2 separate regions of the Gossypium arboreum genome follow, and region 2 is linked to region 1. The links are chromatin contacts, called in public Hi-C maps. All regions are on one chromosome and are shown on one strand. Each heading gives the region's core, a stretch centred on a gene start, on an enhancer-like site or on the middle of the called end of the contact. The rest is flanking DNA. Distances are from core to core; before and after follow the strand shown.

Region 1 (5,916 bases), core at 2,680-5,179:
TCAACAACTTTTCACAACACTCTACCCTTAACAAGAAACCATAGCTCTTAATACCATGCTGAAATATTAACATATAGAGAAAGAAAACATGAACTTCAAATAATCAAATAAGAGAAAATATCAGAGAGAAAGAATGATTTCTTCAATAAGTTTCAACATGAATACAAAGAACCTAAAACTATAGTATTTATACTAAGCTTTAACAAAGAAGATGAGTAAAAATTTGAATTAACTAACTCAATAACTTACTAACAACCTAACTGCTGCAGCAGTTCATTCTGCTTAATTGCTATTCCAACTCATTCCTTAATAAGGTAAAACACTGTGTGTCAAATATAAAAAAAAATTAAACTAGAAGTAATTATTGCATCATTAGTTTAGTTAATTTTTAATGGTGAACATTAGACATAGACCTTAATTGGTCAATTTTTTAGGTTGAAGGGCTTAATTAAGTGCATAAGATTAGAAATAACTTAATTGAATTTTCTTTTTTTTTTAAAAAAAATTGTAAAAGGATTTTTTGTACCATTAAACTAAAAAAAGAGGAAAAGATCATGGTTGTTAGAATCGGACTAATCATACCGATTGAACTAGGAATCGATGGTCTAATTGGTTCAATTGGTACCTAAAAGAACAGAGGAAAATTGACCGACACAAAATTAGTTGAATTGGTAAAAAACTATTGTACCATATCTAAATTAATTAATTTATAAAATGAAGGCTAAAGGGATATATAATCCCTTAAACTTTGATGAAAAAAATCAATTAAACCCCTCCACACAAAAAAAAAAAGTTCAATTAAGCCTTCGAACTCTCAAATCGCATCAATAAAGCACTTTGACTAATGTTTCAATCTTTGACTGTTACATCATGATGTGGTGCTCCAGGTCAACAACAATTGCTGATGTGGCAATGCTAGGTCAGGTGACACGTCAGCAAAAAAATATAAAAAACAATTTAAAAAATAAAAAATAAAAGAAATATGTTATATGTTTTATTGTAATGAATCTAGACAAATGGTTGTTCAGGTTCATCAATTTCAAAACTTAAATTTTTTAAAGTTAAAAATATTTTAAAAATTATAAATTTTAAATAAATTATTAAAATTTATAAAATATTAAATAAAATTTAAAAAGTTCAAATAAAATTAAAAATTAATAAAAACCATTGAAAAGTTAAGTTCAGAATAGATCAAGACATATAATTAGTCAAATTCGCAATGAATTTGAACAATCATATGTCAAAACTCATTAAAATGATTTTTCTATATTATATAAAGTTTAAAAATATTAAAAATATTTTTATTTAAAAATATGATTTTGTGTATAAATTTTGAATTCTATTGTTACCCTTTTGGATATATAAAAATAAAAATATATATTTTGGAAAATGAATAAATATAAATAAATTAATTTTTCAATGAGAAAAGAAGGGAAATTTAACCCCTGCCAAGAATTTTCGTTATTGGAAATAAATTCATCAATTAAATAAAGAAAAAATTAAGTCAATTTTACATGTCATTTGTCATGAAGCTGACAATCCATATATTGATATGAGATGGATCAAAACACATGATCAAGATCAATATAAACATGAGATGGATTTGTCATGAGCATATGCCCCCATATAAAGTTTGAAAAAATATTTATTTATTTTTATATTTTCTAAAAAGTACCAATACAATTTTAAAATTGATAGGTATCATATTTTAAAGGAAAATAATTTTAATATTTTTTAACTTTATATAATTTAAAAAATCATTTTTAATAAAATTGGACATATTATTGTCAAAATTCATAGTGAATCTGGACAATCATATGTCCTGATTCATTTTAAATTTAACTTTTAAATGGTTTTATTAATTTTTATTTTTAAACATTTTAAATTCTACTTAATACATTTATAAATTTTAATAATGTTTTAAAAATTTATAAAAAATTTAAAATATTAAATATTCTAGTAAAACATAAAAATATTTCTTTGAATTTCTTTTATTATTCTTTTTAAAATTTTTTTTTTAGTTTTGCTGATGTGGTGGTGACTTGGTACTGCAACTCCAACAACTATTGATGACATGAAGCGCCACATCAGCACGTCAGCACTGTAATGGTCATAAGCAGAAAATGTTTGTCACAGGACTTAATTGGTGTAATTTGTGAGTTTGAGGGCTTGATTGAGTGTGTTTTTCACGAAGGGCTTAATTAATCTTTTCGCTAAATTATGAGGCTTATATATCCCTTTAGCCTAAAATGAAAATTTATATTTCTATTATCATTTATTTATATTTATAAATTTTCTCATTATTTTAATGATTTCTCGAATTATTATTGATATTTATGATTTTTTAGAATTTTTAATTTTAAATTGTTTGAATTAAGAACGATGGTCTAGTCCATTCAACCATCACCTTATTCTTAAAACATCGAAAAAGTGGTAATGAGTTACAAATTCTCAAATTCAAATTCAAATTCAAATCCTAACTTAAAAATAATTATATTGAATATATTAATTAAGGGATCAATAATAAAAATATTTAGATTGCAAGGATAAACTATGATTACGGGTAAAATGATAATAAAATTGAAAGGTAAAATTGATAAAAAAAAATAGCGTTATGTAAGAATATTATTATTTTTTAACAATTTTATTATACGTTCTGATTATATCTGCACTTTTTGGCACTATACCTAGAATTACTCATAGTCACTCCTTAACTTATAAATAGGAAGATAATGCTTTTCAGCGCACTTTAACCCACGTTCTCTTGCATTGACAATAATACCTGTGTCAATCGATCTAAGACTCAATCGACTACAATAATATTATCTTACATAAAGAAGAGGTGGTAATAAAATTACACCTATATTTCATAATTTTAGTACTATTGAAAATATAATATTATTGATTCAAAATAATCTTTTAAGATTTAAAAGGTAAATGTCATTCTAAAAATGTCATTCTAGAATCTTACATTACTTTGAAAATATGAAATTTCTTAAACCAAACACCTTAAAATAAAATAAAAAAACTACAAAAAGAAACTTAACAACTTTTTTATTTGAAATTAGTTAATTATTTGAATCAGATTCAATAATAGTTTAGGTTGCTTAACCAATAGTGTTTGGATCATACCTAGCAAAATAGGATAAGTTCCAGTTCTATCAGTTTATACAAATGAAATAATATAATTGTTTCAGATATCCGGCCAAAACCAAATTGATCTTTCCATTTCAGTATACCAATAAAATGATATAAGAAGAAATGCTGGCATTGTAATCTTTGAAATGTTACAATCTTTTATACAATCATTGGCTAATCTGCAGAAAAGAAAAGGTCAAAAGCAGCTGGCTTTAAATTCCCCTTGATTTGGACTGATACCCAAGGAAATGGAAGGATCAGCGCTTATCTCTTTGGAATTTGCAAACAAAATTCGGCTTGGATTGCCTTCATTGAAAGAGAAATGTTCACATTACAAAGAAAATCACAACATATTCAATAAACAAACATTAAATCTGATTAATAATTTATTATTACTTAAAAAGTTATTTAAGAGTGACGTTATTTATTTTATCTAAATTAAGTTTGAGTCAAAAAATCTGACGGTCAAACTTCAATCTAATTAAAATTTAAATCAATTTTATTTAAACCTAATGAATGAATCAGTTAATTGAACTGAGAATCAGTTAAAATATTAATCCGAAAAATAACAAAAGATCGATCTTAACATCATCCAACAATTTTAAGATGAAAGTGGCATGAAAAAATAGTGGCATGAAAAAATAGTAGCAGTAGAAGAAGTAGATGGAGGGAGACTTGGTGGGTCCATCCGCCAAATAAAGCAGAAGAAAGCGACCCTTTTCCCGACCTTAAGAAGCAGCAAGTCACCCATGGGAAGAATGCAGGCAATATCTCAAAGATTCGGATTTGTGGGGCCATTTAAGAAGGCGACTTGGATTACCTGTGTTTCTATCCGAAAGGAAAATGGTGGACAGCTGTTGGGGTATTTCTAAGCAAAAATGGTGATCATCATCAGCCACTGCCTGCTGTCAACTAACTGTATCGCCATCGTTTTTCTACAAAATTCAATATGTATTTCGGCTAATGGATGGTTACGTCAATTGTACGATGTGAATCAACTCAAGCCCCCACTTTATATTTGGATGATAAATATAAAAGCTCCACCTTCTCCACATTTATCTACCATTCCTTAATGAACGGTTCATTTTTGTTCACGCCATTATATTACCGAATTTTCTTTTTCTCGTCTGGATAAATATTTAAACTTGAATATCGGCATGATTGGGTCACCGTTGAATTGGTATAAAAATAATCCTTTTCACTAAAAAATTTAGGTCTTGTTTATTATTCTTATGGATGTGAAAAAGAAAAATAGTTTCTCATCCTAATGCTGAACAGTCAAATTTTATTTTGTCCAAAGAAAAAAAAAACACCAACCCAATCCAGCTTTTGGCTTTTATAAATATTCATTTGAGTTTAAAATTATAAGTTTGTACTCTCATAATTTAAGATATTAATTACGTAAAAATATATAAAATTTATATTAATTACTTAAAATATTTAAAATTTATTTCATATATAATGATAAAATTAACTATCATTTTTAGTTATTTTTACTATAATTTAAATTAAATATTTGTGAATACCAAAACAATCAACCTTTCAGAGAGGAGCATTCTTTAAGAAAAAGAGGTAAAAGTACTATGATGCCATTAAATCAAAAGTCGGATTGTATTTTGTTATTTCTACTAACAAATAAACAATTTAACCCCATTGTACGCTAGAAAAATTGCAATTTCCATCTATGTTTTAAAAAATTGGGCTTCTGTCAAAATTATCATTCATTTCTACTTTTAAGTGAAAACAAAATCGATGGAGTAACTAAGCAATGATATGTGGTGTACCGCATGTACCTTATGTTGACGTGACAAATGCTAAGATAGCAAATACTTAAAAATATTTAAAATCTTAAAAATAAATAAAAGTTTATAATAATTATTTAAAAATCATATAGAGGATGAATTAGGACAAAGAATCATCTTGAATGTGACTTTTGAAATAATTTAAAATTGTAGAAAATTATTTAGAAAATATAAAAATATTGTAAAATAATTAAAAGTGATTAAAACAACATCCAAAATAAATGATTGTCCGATTCAAATAAATTTGGACAATTATTTATCCAAGTTCATTTTAGAGTGATTTCTTAAATAAATATTAAATGATTACAAAAATCGGATAAAACTATAAAAATTACTTAGAGATGATTAAGAGTTATAAGAAATTACAAATAATTATTAAAATTTAAAAATTAAATAAAAAATTATTATGTAAGGTCACTATTGTACGTGTAATATAAGTGTAACACTCGATTTTGGGCCTAGTCGAAATAGTGATTTCGAGACCACAAATCCGATGTAAGAAAATTTATTTTTATTATATTTTTATGGTCTAAGATTTCACGAAATGATTTTCTGAAATTTTCGTTTCAAAATTTTGACGTTTGGGCGCTCAATTTAGTCAAAAGGACTAAATCGTAAAAAGTGTAAAAGTTGATTTCTACATGCTAGAGGTGTCCAATTGTTATGAAATTTTAAATTGAAGGTCCTTATATGGTAATTATATCATTTATTTCTTTTGGACAAAAATGGACATGAAATAGGTGAAATAGAATATTTTTAAGTTAGGGGCATTTTGGTCATTTTGTAACAGCTCAATTTTGGGCCTAGTCAGAATAGTGGTTTCGAGACCACAAATCTGAAGTCAGAGAAATTATTTTGGAATTATTTTATGTGTTATGGCATTATTATACGAGTGCATAAAAATTTTGGTGGATTAATTTTAGCGATTGCATGCTTAATTGTGAAAAAGGACTAAATAGCATAAAGTGCAAAAGTC
Region 2 (5,380 bases), core at 2,408-4,907, 170 kb after region 1:
TTATCTATCTTCCCATTTTCATTTAATTTTTCTCATTTCATTTAAATTATTTTTTCAATATAAAATTTTTTTCTTATTTCATTTAAATTATATTTTTTCATTTAAATTTAATTTTTCCTCATTTCATTTAAATTATCTTTCTTTCCATTTTAATTTTTTTCTCATTTCATTTAAATTTAATTTTTTTTCTTTTCATTTAAATTATCTTTCTTTCCATTTTAATTTACATTTTCTCTTATTATTTTTCTCTCATTGTTGTTTATTTCATTTTAATGTGTTTTAAATTAAATATGTATGTATATTGTATTATATTTAATCAAGTGTATAATTCGAGTAAAGTATATCATTTATCAAAATTTTCATATTTTTATAATGTTTTTACAACATGCCCTCAATAATAGATAATTCACCATCTTTGAGTTCGGCATTGCGAGATGATTGACTGGAAACATAGACACGATGTGGGTAAGTTGATTGGTTGCGTCCGGATGTTCGACACACAATGCACAGTTTGGGTTCGCCCGTTTCCCTGACATTTATGTCATTTCAAATTCTTGTCGATTGTGGTCGACCTTTAGGATGTGTACGGAGACTACGGTCAGGCACCATCTCAAAAGCAGGGGGTGGAACTTCCAGTTTGAGACATAGGGTATTACAGGAAATTCGTTCCCCATATACGCAATGTGCGTTGCAATGTGTAGATCTCGTCTATGAATTGTTCAACATTTAATTTTGCTCTCGAACACGCTGCATGAACATGCGCACATGGATATCGAATATTCTGAAATATCCCGCAATCGCATCACTTGTTTCATAGATCAACTACATAAAACCTAGGTGGAAGACCCGAACGACGGCCGATGTACCCTTGAACTCAGAAAGTCTCCAAGTCGCGCGAATACAATTCTGCGTTCATTGTTTGTGCCCTTCGACTATTTACCGCCATGGCCTTTCGGACACCCTTAATGTACACGTGTTTGGCCTTGATCTACTTAGCTTGTCTCAAACCTAGCCTAGGTATCAATGTGGCCAACCTATAAAATGTTGCTAAAAAAAAGCAGAAATCGACAGATGACGTGTGTGCCTCAATACAGAGTTGACCACCTCTACCAGGTTGGTCGTCATTTTCCTATACCGAAACCCCTCACCGTAACTTTGAGTCAATTGCCCGTTCTTCATACTACCTAACCATGTCCGGAGATTTGTTGGTAAAGATGACATCTGAGATTCAAGCCTCGCAAACCTCTGCCTGAATCTTCGCGGTTCTAACTCATCACCTGCATATTTAATTTGAAATCAGTATTTTAAAAACTTATAGGCTGAAAAAATTTGAAAAGTAATTTTGGAAATAAATACAAACAAAAATTTTTTACCCATGTTTACGAATTCTTTTTTCCAATCTTTATTCTTATAATCTCTGTGGAAGCTTGATGCAATGTGCCGGATGCAATAAACAAACCTTCACGGAACCTCCAATCGCCTTATCGCAGCAAGTAATCTTTTCGATTTATCTGATACAAGGCAAATGTTGTCTTTTCTAACAACATGCCTCCGTAGATTTCTAAGGAAAAATTCCCAAGACTCGAAGCACTCACGCTCCATGATGGCGAAAGCGATCGGAAGTAAATTTTGATTGCCATCTTGTGTAACAACAATCAAGAGTATTTGCGTGTATTTTCCATACAACCATGTCCCGTCCACCTGCACCATTGACTTGCAGTGAGGGAAAGCCCTAACATACGGCTTGAACGTCCAAAACAATCGGTGAAAAAATTGTTTCCCCGATTGTATCTCCCTGTCTGACCTTTATACGGTTTGCAAATTAGTCACTGTCCCAAGCACATACTCTTGCATCCCGACTATCCACCCTTAAAGCTCATTGCATGACGAATCACAGTTACCATACAACTCTCGTATCGCCGTTTGCTTTGCCCACTATGTCTTTCTGTACGATACTTTATACTTGAATTGAGCTTGCATGTTTGCAATAAAAGCCGACACCTGAATGGTGGGAGACTCTTTCACTAAAGAGATTATGCAGTTTCATATAGTTGTTGTATCTAACTTTCTATGGTCTTGCGACATACGAGTAGACGTGCATGTGTGTGGACCTTCTAGTTTCTTTATCATCCACATCTGTGTTTGCTGCATTAACGCGGCTCAAACATGCCAGTTACAACCACTTGACGCTTTCCAACATTCTCCTACGTACAAAAACTACGTCGACTTCATTACTTTATAATCCACACCTAACTTCAAGCTAAGTTGTTTTATAGCATGTAAACAGTTTTGTTGGTTATCGAATTGTTGTCCTACAAACAACTCTTCATCGCCGAATTCAATATCAAGTAGGTGAGCCAGCACAATGTTTGTATATTCCGAGAACTCGCCTGCAAGAGCCGCATCAGGATCCACGTCAGTTATGAAGGACCCTGGATTATTTCTTATAACTATACCAGGGCCCGTGTTCACGGCCAAATAGAGGTTTACATTTTCACCCTCCATCAGCCTTTCTTTGTCTATGCTTCAAGGATGTCATCCAAATCGAGGTCACTAAAATCATCGTTGGAATCACAGTGGGACTGATCATCATTATCAGACTCTTCATCACCATATTCTATGGTGGCCAACACCTCTGAATGGATCTCTAGACGAGTACATGAGTTTGGGATGTTATACGAACATCCACCGGTGTTTGGATTTTCGGGAGTTGGCATTGACCGTCCAAAACCCGACTGATTTTCCTAGGAGACTTTAAGATCAAAATCAATTCCAGAGCACTAGCTTCTTGGAGTTACAACTTGAATAGGATTCGATTTAGCTATCTCCGCAAACAACTCAACAGGGTTGGGATTTTCTATCTCAGGGGGGCAATAAATTGCTATCATTGTCTCTAGATCATCATCATCTTTAAGCTCCATTTTGGAGAACTTGAGCGGATCAGTTGAAATCAGAAATTTGTAAAACAATCTCACATTTGCTTTCTACAATGGGTTGCTATCTTTGTACTAATTTTTCGTTTTAAATCTGCCAGCGAAATACGCTTGTTGAATCTCATTCCTATTTTTTTTCTACTTTGAAATACACGGCCTTCTTCAGTTGTATTTATCATTTCTCTATTGAAATGAACATAAACAAACAAAATTTTAGAACTTATCTTAAAATTTTTTTGCTTCATTCTAAATAAAGAAAAAAACTAATATTTTTAATCTTGATTTTCAATTAATAAAGCAAACAAAAAACTCAAATAAAAGATAAAATACCTATATATATTTGATAAATTTGGTGTCGACCATCTACTGGCCAGCACTAAAATTTTTGTTTTTAAATTCATTGGTGCCAGTCATCAGTGTCCCTAAGTAAAAAAAAAAATTGCCTTGGGACATGAAAAAAGTACCTGGTGCTGGCCAGTAGATGGCCAACACCAAAAAAATTATTTTTAAAAAATTTTAATTGGTGCCAGCCATCAGTTTCCAATTTTTTATTTTTTATTTTTATTTTTACATTGGGAGCCAAAATTGTACTTGGTGTCGGCCATTACATGGCCAACACCCAAAAAAAATTTTCTTTGTTTAAAAAATTTAATTGGTGTCACCCATCAGTGTTCAAAAAAAAAATATTGGGACACGGAAAAAGTACTTGGTGCCGGCCATTACATGGTTAACACCCAAATTTTCTTTTTTAAACTTAACTGGTGCCAGCCATCAGTGTACCAAAGTAAAAAAAAAATTACATTGGGACACGAAAAAAGTACCTGGTGCCAACCATTTACTTGTCAGCACCAATTTTTTTTTTTTTTTTACATCTCTGGTGCCAACAATTACATGGCCAGAACCAATATTTTTTTTTAAAATATTGGTATTTTTATATTCTAGTATGATACGATTTTAAAAAAATATCCTGGTGTCGACTATTAGGTTTCTAAACTAAAAAAAAATTAATTTTTTAAAGCCTGACACAATCATTAAGCAATCATGGGACCAAAATACTATGTAGTGCCGGTCATTGGGTTCCTAATACCCAAAAATATTGTTTATTTCAAATTATTTTAATAATTGTTTTTGAATCTAGGTCATTTTTATAAATATCAAAATTTTTTAAGTGAAATTAGTAAATTAGCCAAAAAATTTCAAAAATATTTTTTCACAAGTTTCAAAAACAGTAATAAACTAGCCCTCAAATCCAATGGGTTAGAGTTAGCAATACTTTTCGGATTAGTGTGGACGGTCACACTTAGCTTCTGTTATTTTATTTTAGTAACCTGTCAACGTTCAATCAATTCCTATGGTCCAGTATCACTATCGCTGCTACAGTCATGGATGTCAATCATTCATCTGATAATGAATGTTAAATAACGTCGGCAACTTCCATGGCTCATGAGTTTCCTTATTATCTCACATACTAACTTTTTTCCTACCTTCAGCTAAACCAAAGCCTAGAACTTTGGACTGAATCATGGCCAAATATGGTGGGCAACATTGATGGTTCTTACACACACTGAAAGAAGACATTAAAACATGAATATTCCTTTCACAACCAGCTGCTGCAAATGGCCAAGGAAGGGCGGATTTTTAGAGTTGAAACGGTGCATTCAAATGGATTATATTTAAAGATTATAAACTCGGAAGAATTTAGGTGATGAAGATCAGACCATGTTTTTAGAATGTTTGGAGCACCAGTTTAAGCTGCAACTTGTTTTCTTCTAAAACATCAATGGTTAAACCAGATATGGTCACCTGTTAGTGTTCTTCGCCACCCAGACTGAGATGGTTACCTATAATGGGCTTTCGATTTTCAACTTTCAAGAGATCATTGTCGACTTTCAGTAGCAATTTTGGCTGCCAATGGTCATTAATTGCTTGCTTTTCCTGGGTTGAAATTTAAATTATTTATTTTTATGATTAATAATTAATATTTTATAATTTTTTAAAGATTAAATATAATTTTATTATTTTTTAAAAATTAAAATATAGTTTTACTATTATTAATTTAAAATTTTATAAATTATGCCTAGCCCCACTTCGTTTGTCACTTGCTTTGCCTATTTTCTTCTTTTTTTTCTGGAAACTCCATATATTATGTTGTCTTTAGCGTTTTTCACATTAGCAATTGTAGTGCTAAGATGAGATTTTAGACCAGAGAGAAGGTGTGTCTAATTTCTCTTTTCTGGTTGTTTATTTTCCTTATCAGGATCATCTTAGAAACCCGTTGATTACGGTGCATTAGATAGATGGCAACGTGGCATAGGCCAATTATTTCAATGGACGAAGAAGAGTTCTGGAGATGAGCCAGGTGCATCTGGGAGTAGAATTATGAGAACTTTGGTCCCCTACTGGGACCGTACCTCACATTTGACAGATAAAAAGAAGAAAGTGTTTTT

What was found. A called contact is a pair of places that touch in the nucleus more often than the background predicts.
Region 2: a contact with region 1 is called in a Hi-C map of leaf, with 3 times the contacts expected there. The contact joins two enhancer-like sites. A contact is called at or near these places in 2 of 5 Hi-C or Micro-C datasets (both in leaf).

Annotation. Positions count from the first base shown.
Region 1 is chr12:35,003,717-35,009,632 of ASM2569848v2, forward strand. No RefSeq gene overlaps it. Among protein-coding and RNA genes, the nearest start is that of LOC128286014, 130 kb to the right of the region's middle. Within about 2 kb of position 3,930, at least 2 of the 2 cell types and tissues checked have an H3K27ac peak or open chromatin away from gene starts, as enhancers often do. A contact at or near this core is called in leaf, where this site is marked.
Region 2 is chr12:35,176,369-35,181,748 of ASM2569848v2, forward strand. No RefSeq gene overlaps it. Among protein-coding and RNA genes, the nearest start is that of LOC128286014, 44 kb to the left of the region's middle. Within about 2 kb of position 3,658, at least 2 of the 2 cell types and tissues checked have an H3K27ac peak or open chromatin away from gene starts, as enhancers often do. A contact at or near this core is called in leaf, where this site is marked.